Linked DNA regions of Mus musculus: all the other regions are linked to region 1. The links are chromatin contacts, called in public HiChIP or PLAC-seq and Micro-C maps. All regions are on one chromosome and are shown on one strand. The core of a region is the stretch at or near the end of the contact, and the rest is flanking DNA. Distances in the headings are between cores, read along the strand shown. Region 1 holds the start of Fam20c (family with sequence similarity 20, member C). Region 2 holds the start of Cyp2w1 (cytochrome P450, family 2, subfamily w, polypeptide 1). Region 3 holds the start of Zfp113 (zinc finger protein 113). Region 4 holds the start of Adap1 (ArfGAP with dual PH domains 1). Region 5 holds the start of Mblac1 (metallo-beta-lactamase domain containing 1).

Region 1 (2,929 bases), core at 234-2,733:
GGAGACAATGGGAAGCCCCACGAACTGATGCTCCCAGGAGCAGGTGACTCTACCCTGATGACATTCGTCTCTCTCCAGAGGTCCCAGGTTGTGGGTGCTTCCGTCCTACTCCCACCTCAGGCCCACCATCTCCACACACAAACTCATTGTCTGTGTGAGTGGGAGGGCCGGATGAATGCAGAATGCCTCAGTTTTCATGATGTAAGCCATACCTTCTTGGGGAGTGCACCTCTATTAAGACCCCACCCACTGCACTCTTGGGTTTCCACTATGCTGCCCAACACAGGCATCAGCTCCTGTTACAGGAGTGTGGAACTCCACCCTCTCTTCCTTTCTAAAGGCCTAGGAGGCACCTTTGCTGACCAGCTAGCTGGCTGCGACTCTCTTCGTCCCTAACAAGCAGCTAGTGGGTGTCTACTGAACGTCAACTAACACAGACTTGTCGCTGAATCTTCAGAAAGAACATGAGTTGTGCACTTGATTCATAGAGAACTCGAGCTGAGAGCATTCCAGGGCCGGGGAGCACAGCCAAGAGAGCATGACAAAGAGGGGCTCCGTAGAGCACAGACTCCGCCCCTCAGTCCCTTACACAGCAGTTGGCTTGGGCTGCTGTGGAAATCTGCAGGTGCTTGAAGCCCTGAGGTCTGCTCAGCTTGTGGATCTGTGGCTGACCCTCTCACGCTTACCTTCCCAGAATTTTAGCAGAAATTCCCAGAGATTCCTACTTCCTACTAGGGGTTGGGGATCCAGAAGCCCTGTGGCCACAAATGAAGCCACGTGGTGAAAGCAGATCTCTTTTTACTGTGCACCCCGATTTAGCATCCCAGAGGGCAGGCAGCGAGACGCGCCCCGCCCACCGCCCGCGCATCCGCGCCACTCAGCCAGGCTCCGCGCGGCGCCGCCAGGGTTAAGGCGCAGGCGTGTCCCCTGGGGTGGGGTGGGCCCGGCAGCCTTGCCGAGCTTCTGGAGTCCCATCGGATCGGGGGCCCAACGCGCTCCTCCGCCGTTCTCTCCGCCGCGTGGCAACGTCGTCTCTTCGTCCTCCACCTAGTGGGCTGCGGGTACCCGAGGTGCCAGGACACCGCCCGGAGAGGAGCTTGTCCGGCCGCGCAGACGCCCCGCGGGCTTCGGGGAGGGACTTGGCCTGTTTTCTGGCCTCCACTCGCCGGGGAGGAGCTGTGCGGCTGCAACTGGCGGCGCGTGGAGCTTCAGGGACGCAGGCTACCAGGCCGAGAGCCGCGCGCACAGGGCCGAAGCCACCGCTGCCTGCGGGTTCCCAGCCGGGCCTCTCTGGCTCCCGGCTCAGCGCGGAGGAGGCGCGGCGACACCGCGGGGCGCGGCCAAGGGGGAGGAGAGAGGGGAGCGCGGGCTAGCGCCGGGCCGGCCGGGCCTCGCGGGGCCACGGCTCCGCCAATCTGCGGGCGCTGACGCGGGGGGCGGCTCCGGCGCGCTCGGATATCAGCGGGCCGGGCGCGGGGCGCCTGGAGCTAGGCGGTGCGGGCGCTGCGCTCCGGGTCGGCCTGCTGCACCTGCCAGATCGTCGCCTCTCCCTGCGCGCCCCCTCGCGCTCCCCTTCTCGCCTCTGTCTCTCCAGCCCGGTCTCCCAGCCTCAGCCTGACAGAACAGAGGAGCCGCTTTGTCGCCTGCCCAGGACCCGGCATGGCCCAGCGGGAGCACCGCGCTCTGGATCGGATCTGTCGCGCCTTGGACGGGATGAACAGCCGCGCCTTCTGCTTACACGCCCGCTGAGTGTGGTCGCCGTCCCGGAGACCCTCGTACGCCCCTGCGTTCCCTGTCACCACTGCCACCCGCTCCACCGACGAGGGCCGCTGGCCGCCCCCCGAAATGGCCTGGAGAGCTGGTGCTTTGGTGGCGGTTGTCCTTCACGACGTCCAAGTCTGGGGACAGCCCCCGAGCTGCTAGCTGCTAGTACACTGAATGGACCTTGACCCGCGGGTCGTTGCGGGCTTGGTGCCAAGCTGAGGGGCACCGGTGGAGCGCGCGTCCCGAACCCCCCAGCCCGCTGGCCTGCGCGGCCATGAAGATGATACTGGTGCGCAGGTTTCGCGTGCTCATCCTGGTAGTATTCCTACTGGCTTGCGCTTTGCACATTGCTGTTGACCTGCTACCCAAGCTGGACCGACGCGCCACGCGATCCTCCGGGGAGCCCGGTTGCTCCTGCGCTCAGCCGGCAGCAGAGGCAGCTGGTCCAGGCTGGGCCCAGGCAAGGAGCAGACCGGGGGAGTCCGCCGGTGGCGACGCAGGCTGGCCCAACAAACACACACTGCGCATCCTGCAAGACTTCAGCTCAGATCCAGCCTCTAACCTAACCTCCCACTCCTTGGAGAAGCTGCCTTCTGCAGCAGAGCCGGTGGATCACGCTCCGCGGGGTCAGGAGCCCCGTTCCCCGCCACCCCGTGACCCAGCGCATCGGCCGCTGCTTCGAGACCCGGGGCCCCGACCGCGGGTACCGCCCCCTGGCCCCAGCGGGGACGGATCGCTCTTAGCCAAGTTGTTTGAGCACCCTCTCTACCAGGGGGCTGTGCCTCCTCTGACAGAGGACGACGTCCTGTTTAATGTGAACAGCGACATCAGGTTTAACCCCAAGGCAGCAGAGAATCCTGACTGGTGAGCAGAGAAGAGGAGGTTTGGGGTGGGGCTAGCGCGTCCGACCCTTCGGGAATAAAGACACCCCACTAGAAAGCTATTTCACACGCCAGGCATTTTGTGTACCTTTGGGGGACCCTTAGAAGAGGCTGGTAGGGATCCCTGGTGGGCGGGGCAGATGTGCCTCTTGCCTTTGTCTTCACAATGATTCTAGGGAGAACGGTTTGGGAAGCTCCCAGTGCCCTGGTGTGGGAAGCTGGCGGCCCACCAGAAGCCAGGAGAGCCCAGTGCTCCACCTACAAGGAAGCATGCTGGCCAGCCC
Region 2 (2,929 bases), core at 322-2,821, 600 kb after region 1:
ACCAGAACACTTAACTCACCCAGGCAACTCTGGGGTCTTCGCTGAAGCCATGGGGACTCTCATGCTGGCATGGGAGTTCGTGCCTGCTCCCGGAGGGGCTGCAGACTCCAGCCCTGATCATCCTGACAGTCTCCTGTCCCACCCTGCCTGGCTTTTCTACACCTACCTCCACATCCCATTCATTGTCCCTGATGGCCAGGCAAATCTCAGCTCACCAGCTACCGTGCAGACACCACAGCACACCATCTGCCTTGACTTCCTCCTTTCCAATACAAGCAAACGGAGCCACACCAATCCTCCCCTGGGATTGTGACATCAGAGTCCTGTTGGTCCCTCTGCCTCTGATTTCCATAGCCCTCGCTCCTGGCCAAGTCTGGCACATAGCAACTGCTCAATAAGGATTTCTTGCAGCGATTATGTAGATTTTCCTGTCTGGGTAGGGGCCCTAGCTTGGATATTCTGTAAGTGGCCTTGGTGGCAGTTGGTTGAAACATGACCCAGACATCCACAGTAGCGACAGGGAGCTGTCGCAGCCCAGGCTCACGCTGTTGCAGGGAAGAGAGGTGCTAGGGTGAATGCAGTCTAGGCTGGGCTTCTCTCCACAGACAAGACCTGGCTGTAAGGACTGCGGATGGCTTCTGCGCCTTCCTCAGCTCAGCATTTGTGCAGGGCGTGGATAACACCCCAGGGAATAGGCCCCGTGGTGAGGGGCCCTGCTTGGGGGGTAGGACTCCAGGTGCCTCATGTTGAGGCAGGCTGCGGGGAAGCAACCCAGCTACTTCTGGTGCCAAGAGCCACCCGCCCGCAGAGCCCTTTCTCACAGAGGCACCTCCTCCCCAGTGAGGCCTCCAGGGTTTAAGAGACAGGATTAGAGCCCAGACAGCTAGGGCTGTAAACCCAGCCACCTGCTGGGTCTGTTCACGGTCTCCTAAATGGGATGGCCCCTCAGTGTCTGGGTGGTTGTGCCCCTTACTCCAGGCTGCTGGGGTGAGAGCTCCCTCAGCTTCAGCAGACACTCACTGCTTCTGAAGGCTATGAGCTTTGAGGTCCTTGTGGTGAGAGAGGTCCTTGATGGCTGCACAGGGCATTCAGTGTACCTGCTGGGCACTAGGGTCCTGAGGACACAGGGGACCCTCATCCTTTCTTTCAGGATGAGGGTCTAGTCTCAGAGTCCCGTAAGTTCTACTTTGACGGGAGGCCACGGAGAACTATTGGTTCCCAAAGTGGGGGACAGAATAGACATGGCTCTGACTGTGACACTGGAACCTGAGGAGACATGGAGGGATGGATGTAGGTATCTTGGAAGCCTGACCTCGCCTGGCCCAGGCTTGGATAACCTGTGACCAAAACGTCTTGGCTCTGTACTGCCGACAGAGGTCCTTTCAGCCCCCAACCCAGGCCCCCTGCCACAGAGGAGACCCCACATTCCACATAACCTGTAGCTTTAAGCCTCCTGTTGGGCTGTCTCCTGCAAACTGCTCATTCCACATTCTCGGGGTGGTGGGGTGGGTGGGGTGCCGGCACGCCCTGGGGAGGATGGCTATAAGGCAGAGGGCTCACTGGGCCCCTGGAGAGCTGAGGATTTGCCATCCAGCTGTTCACATGGCTCTGCTGCTCCTGGGTGTCTGGGGGATCTTGCTACTTCTGGGGCTGTGGGGACTGCTCCAGGGCTGCACCCGGAGCCCCTCCCTGGCTCCTCGGTGGCCCCCTGGGCCTCGCCCTCTGCCGTTCCTGGGGAACCTGCATTTGCTGGGTGTGACCCAACAAGACCGGGCACTGATGGAGGTAGGGTGGGCGACCCTATTTCATCTCACAGCTCACATGGTGTCTGTGTCCCAGCACTGACAAGGGAAGCCAGGGGGGATTCAGGATGCCAGAGGCTTGTCCCAGAGAGCAGATGTTGGAAGCAAGAGTGGCCTAGGCTAGGGAGATAGCTCATTGTAGTGTGTTTGCTTAGCATTCACAAGAGCCTGGTTCTATCCCAGAATTGCAAATAAAAGATAGATAGATAGATAGATAGATAGATAGATAGATAGATAGATAGATAGATAGATAGATACGTAGGTAGGTAGGTAGGTAGGTAGGTAGATAGATAGATAGATAGATAGATAGATAGATAGATAGATGGGACAGGACAGCAGCCAAGGGTCAGGGCTCAGGATTGGTGAGCAGGGTGGGCTCTGGAACAATGAGGAAGAGACTGGCAGGTGTGTCTAGAAGTGTTGGAAATGTGGCAGGGCAGCAGTGCCCTTGTCTGGGTAGGGTATTAGCTAGGTACGGCTTCTCCCTAGAACTCAGACATGAAGGTAAGCTGGCTGCACCGCCACTGGCCAGGGTTAACTGGCTCAGTAGGGTGGAGGTCCTTGAATTTTGTCTGGGGACTCTTGTTTGCAGAGAAGTCCACACAACTGCAGAGCTAGCTTGAAGTGGCTCTGCCACACCTTTCCTAGGGTGGGTCAGGCTAGACTCCGACGTGGCTGCCGGCACTAGGTTCAGAGGCTCAGGCCCTACCTCGGGGCCCAGTCTGAGGAGCAGAGATCAGGCAGATCCAGCCATGGCTCTGGGTGAGACCCACAAATTCCACTCTAGCTTTCTCATTTTTTTTCAACGGTTTCTCTTTGAAGTGGGGTGATGGAAGTTTGAACATTTGAACAGCGCCCCCTCCTGGGGAGACTGGAGGGGCTCTTGGGGTTCTCTCCAGCTCTTAAGCTTCCAGCCTACATACAGTACGGCTGTATGTAACTCTTAGAGGGTGGGTGGAGGCTGCCTGTCTGACACCTGTCTGTCCCCACCAGCTCTCAGAACGCTACGGGCCCATGTTCACAATCCATCTGGGATCTCAGAAGACCGTGGTGCTGTCGGGCTATGAGGTGGTGAGGGAGGCCTTGGTTGGAACCGGGCATGAGCTAGCCGACCGGCCCCCAATTCC
Region 3 (2,929 bases), core at 235-2,734, 600 kb before region 1:
GCCTGCCTCTGCCTCCCGAGTGCTGGGATTAAAGACCACCTGGCTGTAAGCACAGGTCAAGAGAGGCTTCGCCTCCTGGATCCTTTCCTCTTTCTTTGGAGTAACTCACTATAGGATTAAGGTAGCGATGACTGGAAACTTAGCACCTTTTGTGCAGTTCTGAGGTTTTTGTTTGTTTGGTTTGGTCTTTCTTTATTGGGTAAGAATCAGGCTATAGCCCAGACTAGCTTGGAATTCACTGTATAGGACAAGTTGGCCTTGCTTCATTTGCCTCTGTGCTGGGATTAGATGTGAGCAAGCCAATTTGGCTAATTCCTGGAAATTCACATTAGGTCATTGTTTCTCAAACTTGTAGGTCGTGACCCCTTTGAAAGTTGAATGACTCTTTCACAGGGGTTACCTAAGACTATTGGAAAACACAGATATTTACATTACTGTTCTTATCAGTAGCAAAAAAAATACGGTTATGAAGTAGTGACAATAATAACTTTACGGTTGGGGGTCATCACATGAGAAACTGCATTAAAAGGTCATAGCATGAGGAAGGTTGAGAATTTCTGTTTTAGGTTCTACCAGTTCTGTATGATTAAGGGGTCAAAATGGGGAAATCGGGTTCAGTTTATGTCTAATATAGGTACTTAAGAAGTACGGAGGGTAAAGGAATGTGCTAGGAACTACCAGCAAAGACCATCACATACTGTCTTTTCAGTACACCCTAAGAGAGCTGAAATGGACTAAGGTTCTCTGTGTTCAACTAGGTTCTCAATGTTTTAGCCAGCTAATGCACTGGACATACTCGGCCACTTCTGCAGGGAGCCGGCCCCAGCATGTCCACGAAAAGGTATCAGTCAGTAAGCTTAAAAAAAAAAACAAAAAACAAAACAAAAAAACCCTATTCATAGCCATAGGACATGAGATCTTGGTGAGGTTACGGAGGACCCGAGTTCGCACCTCCTCCCAAGCCCTAGTTCTCACTGCGACCCAGAACTACTGTCTGGTTTTCCGATCCAATTAAGGAAAAACTTCCTTCTCCTGCCCTCACACAGAAATCGGTGTGCTGAGAGTACCAAGTTAGGGTGGCAATCTGTCATCAGTTGTTTTAAAGAGAGGGAGACCTCCGTAGCGACGCTAGGAATTTTAAACACTGGGGCTGGGGACGGTAAGAGACACAAAAGCAGACCCGGAGTCCCATTACGCGACACCCGGGATCACGCTGCGCGCCTGCAGCTAGGGTTGCGGAGCTGGACAGCGACTGCAGGAGGAAGGTGGGCCCAGAACCCCGGCGGGCCGCGGACGTGTGAACACCAACCCCCTTCCCCGGAGACCACAACTTCCACCTCACCGCGAGTCCGGGAGATGGCCCCACTCACCCTGGGGACAGGGACGTAAGACTTAGGGGGCCGGACACGAAACAGGTCCTGTTGGACCCTGTTACAGACCCACACAACGGAGAACAGAACAAAGAACGGAAACTGCCCCTCCCCATATCGTTTCCGGGTCGTCCTTTCTCACCACCCAGGACAACAAATGCCCACTTGCTCTCTCTAGGAAAATGGGAGGTCTTCATCTCTCGATGGTACGCTGATGGTGCTGTTCTCGATGGTGCTGGGAAACAAGGGCACCAGACTGCGCCACTTGCTGGCCAGGTTGGGAAGGGACGATGCGTAAGCTGAAGAAGTTGGAGGTCCAGGAAATTCAGGGCACAAGTTCTAGTGGCTCTGAGAGAGAGAGTACACCATCACCTCCATAGCAAGAGAGAGAGTACACCATCACCTCCATAGCAAATATATGAAACTTGAAGAATCCTTTAATATAAATGTGCACCATTGGCTGGTCGTGATGGCGCACGCCTTTAATCCCAGCGCTGGGGAAGCACAGTCAGGCAGATCTCTGTGAGGCCAGCCTGGCCTATGATACAAAACAAAACAAACAAACAAAAAAATAAATAAATAAAAGTGCACCATGGGTTTTGGTTTTTGTTTTGTTTTTCTGGTTTTTTTTTTTTTAAGATTTATTTTATTTATTATATGTAAGTACACTGTAGCTGTCTTCAGATACCAGAAGAGGGAGTCAGGTCTTGTTACAGATGGTTTTGAGCCACCATGTGGTTGCTGGGATTTGAACACAGGACCTCCGGAAGAGCAGTCAGTGCTCTTAACCACTGAGCCATGTCTCCAGCCCCCGTTTTTGTTTTTTTTTTTTTTTTGTTTTTTTGTTTTTTTTTTTTTACTCATCAATTTTTCTTTAATTATTTTGAACATTCTCACTAATTAAGAAAATATTTTATTTCAAAACTTCTTATAGTAGAAAAAAGGATTACCTTTTTAACATGATTTCTCCACTGCTTGATAAGTATAATAGTTATATTTTTAAAATTTGGAATTTATGTTGGTGCTAATGATATTATATCCAAAATAGCACCATGGGTTTTTTTTTAAAGCACTCAGCACTCAGTTTTTAAAAGATTTATTTTAACCAGGCAGTGGTGGTGCACGCCTTTAATCCCAGCACTTGGGAGACAGAGGCAGGTAGATTTCTGAGTTCGAGGCCAGGCTGGTCACAGAGTGAGTTCCAGACAGCCAGGGCTACATAGAGAAACCCTGTCTCAAAAAAAGCAAGACAAAAAATTATTTTAATAGATTTAATATTTATTTGAAGATTTAGTATTTTAATGAGTGTTTTTCTCCTGCATACACACACACATACACACACACCTGATTCAGATATAGGTCAGATGAAGCCATCACATCTTCTGGAACTGGAGTTACGGTAATGAGTGGCCATATGAGTGCATGGAATCTGGGTCCTCTGGAAGAGCAGCCAGTACTTTTTTTTTTTTTAAAGATTTACTTATTATTATTATTATATCTAAGTACACTGTAGCTGTCTTCAGATGCCCCAGAAGAGGGCGTCAGATCTCATTACAGAT
Region 4 (2,929 bases), core at 180-2,679, 570 kb after region 1:
ATCAGCCCTCCTTACAGGGGACTCCAGCATAGCCAGCTTTCCTAAACAAGTTGAAAGGCAGGTCTGAGAGAGGGAGGTGGGGAGAGTCCACTGAGCCAGGCCAGCTGGCAGCAGTACCACATAGCACCAGGGAGGCACCACCCCGCTGCACCACCGTCAGGGCCCTGCGGTGCCCCAAGAGACCAGGAAAGGGCTACTTCATCTTGCCTACTTCCCACTGAAGCTTGGTCAATGTCTCCTCCCAGGGACACCAGGGCCCCTGGGGTGGCATGCACTTACTATTGGCTAGCAGATTCTCAGCCTCAGGCTGGCACTCTTCAGCCCAGAGGCGGGGATGTGGGGGAGAGATGGGAAGGAGGTCCTATTTACAGACTGCAGGCTTTCCGCCTGCATCTCAGGGAGATAGAGTTAAGTCCCCAAGGAATTGATTCCTGGTATGTTCTGAGGGGTTCATGCTAGGGCCCCCTGATATCCCTGAAATGCCCTGTCCCCACCTGCATACCCAGATAGGATCGGCCTGGGAGGGCCAGCTCTCAGAGCCTGCCAGCTGGTCAGAGAACCCGGCCCTTTTTCCATAGCCAATCCTGAGCCCCTGTGTTCTGGCCCCTACAAATCCTTCCAAACCTGGAGCAACCAAGGGACAAAGTCTGGAAGATGTCTGACATATGCGTCTATGACTCCCACCTGTCCCCGACTGTCCTGATCCCAGAGAAGCTAGGTAGAGAGAGCCAAAGGCACATGGCCAGAATGTCCTCACAGGGCCACCCAAGGCTCTGCATCCTCCCCCAGCCTTGAGTCTGTACAAGACGGTGGCCCCAGGCAGGGATGCCATGACGTCATCTCCAGGTAGCTGGGAACCAGGTGGACCCCATACTCCCTGGCAGACACCCTGGGCTCACTGGCCGCTTTCCTTGCAAGCCAACCGCCCCTGCTGATTTCCTCTTTTTTTTTAATACCCCGAGACGCCAAGGTTTCGCAAGGCTGGGGAGGGGAGGCGGCTGCGGGTGACAGCGTGACACGCAGCCCGGCGGGGGAGGGGAGTCGGCGGCACAGGTCGCACGGAGCCCGCGAGGTGCCCTCCGGATGCTGCGCCTCACCACTGCCAGTCCCTGACGCCGGCAGGTGCACCCGGGCCGCGCCCCAACCCAGCCAGGACCCAGCGCGTGGCGCGTCCCCATCCCCCGCGCCCCCCACGCAGTCCTGTCCACCCGGCCGCACCCCGCGCCTCCGCCCGTCCCGCACCTACCCGGGGCTCCGCAGTCAGCGCAGCGCGTGTTCCCCGGCCGCGTCAGTAGCTCCAGCAGCGCCCGGCGCCGCTCCCCGGCCATGGCTGCGCGGCCACCGCGCCGTCCCGAGCACGCCCGCCCCGCTAGGGCCCCGCGCCGCGCGCCCGCCGCCCGCCTTGCGCCATCGCCACCGCTCAGCCCGCGCGCCGGCCCCGATCGTGTCGCCGCGCGGGGCCGCCCTGAGCGGAGCTGCGCGCGCGGGGACCGGGGAGTAACGCACGGCGCGCCCGGGACGGCGCGGCCCGCGGGCGGCCCCCAGCGGCGCGGACAGGGAGCGGCCTCTTGGAGAGCCCGGCCTCAACGGGTCCACCTGGGGCGGGGTCGCAGGGAACCCGCGCTGCGGAAGGATGGGCCACCCAACACGCAAGCGTGCCTGTTGGGTTGAAGCTGAGGTCGCGGGCAGCTCAGGCTAGCCCTACCTATGAATGACAAATTCCAGTACTAAAAGGATCGAAGGGCTCCACCCTCACACGTGTCCAAGTCTATAGTCTCATCTCCAAGAGATAGGACAAGAACTGGCCACACCCTTCCTGATCTCTGGCCCGCTCCCTCCCAGAGCCGGGTGTCTGCTTCTTTAACTGGCCCTAGCATTTCTTTTCAAATTCCATTTTCTCCATTATAAACGCAATAGTAGCCATTTAGAAGCCAATGGCCACACCCAACTGAGAAATGAAAGCCATCTCCAAAGCCTCCTGAGAGTCTACTCCTGCTAATATGTCACAGCCAGGGTGTTGGTTGCTCTATGATTTGGCCCCACAGTGTTCCCTGCCCCGCAAAGGCCCCTGGGTTAAGGGCACAGTCCCCACGGTGATGCTATAGTGTGGTCAGGGCTACTGGGAGGAAGTTAGGTTGTTGGGACCCTAGCCTCTTCGTTATGCTCTCTCTTGCTTCCTGGGGAGGAAGGGTCCGTTTTGTCCCACCACGTATGTCATGCTGCTTTACTGCACATTGTCTTTCTGAGTGTCTACTTTGATGTCATGAACGTTTGCAATCCTGGCCGACTCCACCTGGTGGCCCTCTGCTGAGGCTGTTGTCTTGCCAGGGGCATCTGTCCCTCCTGACCTGGCTGTCATGCCATTGCAGAACTTGTTTTGGGATCAGGAGACAGAACATGCAACCTGCCCCAATGCACATTTTGGAGGTCTTGAGGCCGGTGGCGCTGTAGGCTTGTTGTTTAACGGATCTAATGTTTTTCTCCTGAAGCCTACTGGAGCCTGGCTCCAGACCTGGCACACAGCAGGAGCTTGGAGAATGAAGCAAAATGCAGACTGCTGGGGGCTGGGGAAGTGGTTCAATGGATAGAGAGCTTACCCAGCATTCACCGAGCTGCGTATTGTGTCCTCGGCACCACAGAACCTAGGAGTACTGACGGATGCCTCTACTCTCAGTGCCCAGGAGGTCGAGGCAGGAGGATCCGCTGTTCAAGGCCATCCTCAGCTACACATCTAGTATGAGGAGAACAACCTGGACTATACGAGACCCAGTCTTTAAAAACAAACAAACAAACAAGCAACAAAAATACAGAATCAAGACAAAAATAGACTAATGGTAGTAGTTGTGTCCCAGGTCTCTAGTAATCCAGTCAGTCTCAGACTTGCAGCAATCCTGCCACCGTCTCTTGAGTGCTCAAATAACAAGCATGG
Region 5 (2,929 bases), core at 200-2,699, 560 kb before region 1:
TTCAGGCAATCCCAAGCATGACCCAGAAGATCTTTGACCCTTACTTTTGAACCCCAAGGATGGGTCGTGGAGAGTTTTCTAAACTCTTGTGCTCTCCCGTCCTTCCCCGCCCCTAGGCTTCTAATGTCTTCTTGGTATGATCTCGGCTATGATCCTGGGGACCCAGAATGGCAACAGGAAAGGAGAAGGGTAGGGGGGAAGAAGCAGAAGCAAGTTTTGCCTTCAGGGTTGAACCACATGCAGCCACTTAATTGAACAAGTATGTGGTGACAGTTTTGAAACTTTTCTCTACGTTTTACTGGTCTTCACCTGCACCGATTGGTCAATAGTGGTGTGAGCTGTGGGAAAGTCACTTTGCTTTTTAAAGGGTCTATTTTAAACCCTTTCAAGAGGCCAGAGAAGAGCGAGCAGCGCAATTGGTAGAGTGCCTGCCTAGTATGGACAGTGATGGGAGTTGAACCCTGATGTGGTGGCATACCGCTGTAATCTCAGCACTCAAAGAAGCGTTGGCAGGAATATCAGAATACCATCCAGCTACTTGGCAGTTCGGGACCAACCAGAGCTGAACCCTGTCTTAAAGTAAGAAGCCAAAAAGAGACCCTCAAGAACCAATATACACTGCAAACATGAGGCCGTATACCATCAATCTGTGAATAAGAACAGGATGCTGGAAGAGAGTGAAGCAATACTCGGGTTAGATGGGGTAGACATGTGGGCTATATTTCCTATTTCACAGGTGCCATATTTTCTATATTGCTATTAAACCTTTTATATATATATCAGCTGAGTCCCATTTCAAACATGCACACATTATCGATGAGGGAGCACCCAGACAGTGGGGCCATTGGCCTGCTATCTATTAGTTGCTAATGGTGTTCTTATAATTATCCACCCCAAGGATACTGGTTGGGGTTGGGAAAACAACTGTACCACTAGGACTTGGAAAAGAGGATCAAGAGCTCAGTCTTCCTCAGCTATGTAGCGAGCTCAAGACCATCTTGGTCTCCTTGAGCCCCTGTATCAGGAAAATAAAAAACAAAACAAGAACTCAGAAGTTAAGTGTAATACATAATATGAACTATACAGGATTAGGATTACGCCGTGGTTCAGGCGCGGTAGTTTGTACGGAAGCCCATAAAAGGCAAAAAATCTCGCGTTTTCTCACCTTTTGAGTTTTCCCAGCGTTAAAAAACAAAAGAAAACAAAAACCCTTAAGGACAGCGATAGTTTAGTTTCAAAGTAGACAACAGCTAGAATAAAGAAGTAAAAGATATCTTTCAGATGTGGATGCGTGAGAACCTACCGACTATAAGCCTAAGGGGGGACTGACCAAAAGAATCTAGGAAGTCTTGAGGTCGCATGGAAAGGCCAGTTGGGCGATACCATCTTCAGCAGGGGTGGTAGTGGAGGGCGATACCACTTTAAGATCTGGTGGGTAGCAAACGAGTTGCACCTTGGAAAGAGTGGCGGGGCTTGCGGTAGGATTTTGGAGGGACTGGGCAGACGTCCGTGGCGGGGTAAATCTCCCTTGTCATGAACGGTCCAGTGCGCACCGAGCCCCTGCATGGTGAGATCCCTTTGCTGGCGTCCAGCGGCTCCTACTCCGTGGTGGTTCTGCTGCGCGGCTACGCGGAGCCGCAGGGAGCGGGCGACGCGGTGCGTGCTGATGGCACTGTGACTCTCGTCCTGCCTCGGGGCTGGGCCTCGGACTCCAGCCGCGGTTTGGCCCCATCCGCAGACGGCGGCTCTAAGACTGCCCTGGAGGAGGCGGTGCGTGGCCCCATCCTCGTGGACACCGGGGGACCCTGGGCGCGGGGTGCGCTGCTGGAAGCCCTGGCTACACAGGGCGTGGCCCCCGAAGATGTGACTCTGGTGGTGGGCACCCACGGACACTCGGATCATATTGGGAACCTGGGGCTGTTTCCCGAGGCAGCTTTGTTAGTCTCCCATGACTTCTGCCTTCCCGAGGGTCTCTATCTGCCCCATGGGCTGTGTGAAACGCAGCCCTTGATACTGGGCTCGGGACTGCAGGTGTGGGCCACGCCGGGCCACGGAGGACAGCGGGACGTGAGCGTCGTAGTGGAGGGCACCAGCCTGGGCACCGTGGTGGTGGCTGGCGATGTGTTCGAGCGACTTGGTGACGAGGACTCCTGGCAGGCCCTGAGCGAAGACCCAGTAGCTCAGCAGCGGAGCCGGGAGAGGATTCTGAGCGTAGCTGATGTGGTGGTGCCTGGTCACGGAGCCCCCTTTCGAGTGGTCAGGGAAACAGTGAAAAGTTCAGAGGATTTGATATGTGAAGGCAAGGCGGTTGCTTGACTGGACTCCAGTCAGGAAAGCCCCTTCCAGCGAGGAACCGGCGTCAGTTGGTCCGGGAGACCTAGAGGACACAGTCAAGACAAGCAATATTTGTCACGTGCAGCTTTCTAGGAGGCAGCTTCCAAACAGGACAGAATGATTGACATCAGTCCCCTTTAATCATTGCAACCTAAGCAGGACAAAGGACTGGCTTAGATCCACATCCTCCATGAGCCTCCGTAAAATATAGGAAAAAAAATAGTTAAAATATGTATTTGGGATGTGCGTGTGTGCCTGTGGAATTCTGAAGGCTACTTTGGAAGAGTCGGTTCTCTCCATCCTGTGGGTCCCCAGGATCGAGTTCAGGTTGTCGGACTTGACGCCAGGGACCCTTTACCTGCTGAGCCATCCTGATTTATATTCTTGTTAGGACCTTCAAAAATAAAAATCGACCGCAAGTCATACTGTCCTGATGTAAATGCAAAATGCTGATTGCAATAATCTTTGGGATTGTAACTGCTGCAGCAAAAGAGGAACAGTGTGGCCAATAGCTTGTTCCTCCTAGGATGCACACTGGTGAGACGGTGCCAGACACAGAGTAACCCCTTAGTAACCTGACTTCTTTTGTTTATTT

Evidence for each region. Hi-C and Micro-C count contacts between places; a contact is called where the count stands out from the background. HiChIP or PLAC-seq counts read pairs in DNA pulled down with a chosen protein or histone mark.
Region 2: an H3K4me3 HiChIP or PLAC-seq map of embryonic stem cells shows a contact between it and region 1, with 3 times the contacts expected there. The contact joins the promoter of Cyp2w1 here to the promoter of Fam20c in region 1. A contact is called at or near these places in 3 of 115 datasets of contacts at active chromatin or transcription factors (bone marrow-derived macrophages and embryonic stem cells).
Region 3: a contact with region 1 is called in an H3K4me3 HiChIP or PLAC-seq map of bone marrow-derived macrophages, with 6 times the contacts expected there. The contact joins the promoter of Zfp113 here to the promoter of Fam20c in region 1. A contact is called at or near these places in 3 of 115 datasets of contacts at active chromatin or transcription factors (bone marrow-derived dendritic cells, bone marrow-derived macrophages and forebrain).
Region 4: a Micro-C map of embryonic stem cells shows a contact between it and region 1, with 1.9 times the contacts expected there. The contact joins the promoter of Adap1 here to the promoter of Fam20c in region 1. A contact is called at or near these places in 1 of 39 promoter capture datasets (embryonic stem cells), 1 of 484 Hi-C or Micro-C datasets (embryonic stem cells) and 1 of 115 datasets of contacts at active chromatin or transcription factors (pancreatic cancer cells).
Region 5: an H3K4me3 HiChIP or PLAC-seq map of bone marrow-derived macrophages shows a contact between it and region 1, with 5 times the contacts expected there. The contact joins the promoter of Mblac1 here to the promoter of Fam20c in region 1. A contact is called at or near these places in 2 of 39 promoter capture datasets (embryonic stem cells and neural stem cells), 3 of 484 Hi-C or Micro-C datasets (bone marrow-derived macrophages and embryonic stem cells), 13 of 115 datasets of contacts at active chromatin or transcription factors (VIP interneurons, astrocytes, bone marrow-derived dendritic cells and 9 more) and 3 of 9 other capture datasets (adipose tissue, macrophages and pancreatic islet).

Annotation. Positions count from the first base shown.
Region 1 is chr5:138,753,598-138,756,526 of GRCm38.p6, forward strand. Fam20c (family with sequence similarity 20, member C) reads left to right here and starts at 1,484. Exons shown (of 10, transcript NM_030565.6): 1 at 1,484-2,628. The coding sequence starts at 2,039.
Region 2 is chr5:139,351,045-139,353,973 of GRCm38.p6, forward strand. Cyp2w1 (cytochrome P450, family 2, subfamily w, polypeptide 1) reads left to right here and starts at 1,572. Exons shown (of 9, transcript NM_001160265.2): 1 at 1,572-1,785; 2 at 2,796-2,929. The coding sequence starts at 1,603.
Region 3 is chr5:138,154,260-138,157,188 of GRCm38.p6, forward strand. It overlaps Zfp113 (zinc finger protein 113), which reads right to left and starts at 1,485. Exons shown (of 5, transcript NM_019747.4): 1 at 1,371-1,485.
Region 4 is chr5:139,324,035-139,326,963 of GRCm38.p6, forward strand. It overlaps Adap1 (ArfGAP with dual PH domains 1), which reads right to left and starts at 1,430. Exons shown (of 11, transcript NM_172723.4): 1 at 1,247-1,430. The coding sequence starts at 1,328.
Region 5 is chr5:138,192,865-138,195,793 of GRCm38.p6, forward strand. Mblac1 (metallo-beta-lactamase domain containing 1) reads left to right here and starts at 1,450. Exons shown (of 1, transcript NM_177878.3): 1 at 1,450-2,757. The coding sequence starts at 1,534. The coding sequence ends at 2,316. Cnpy4 (canopy FGF signaling regulator 4) reads left to right here. Exons shown (of 6, transcript NM_178612.4): 6 at 1-1,030. The coding sequence ends at 37.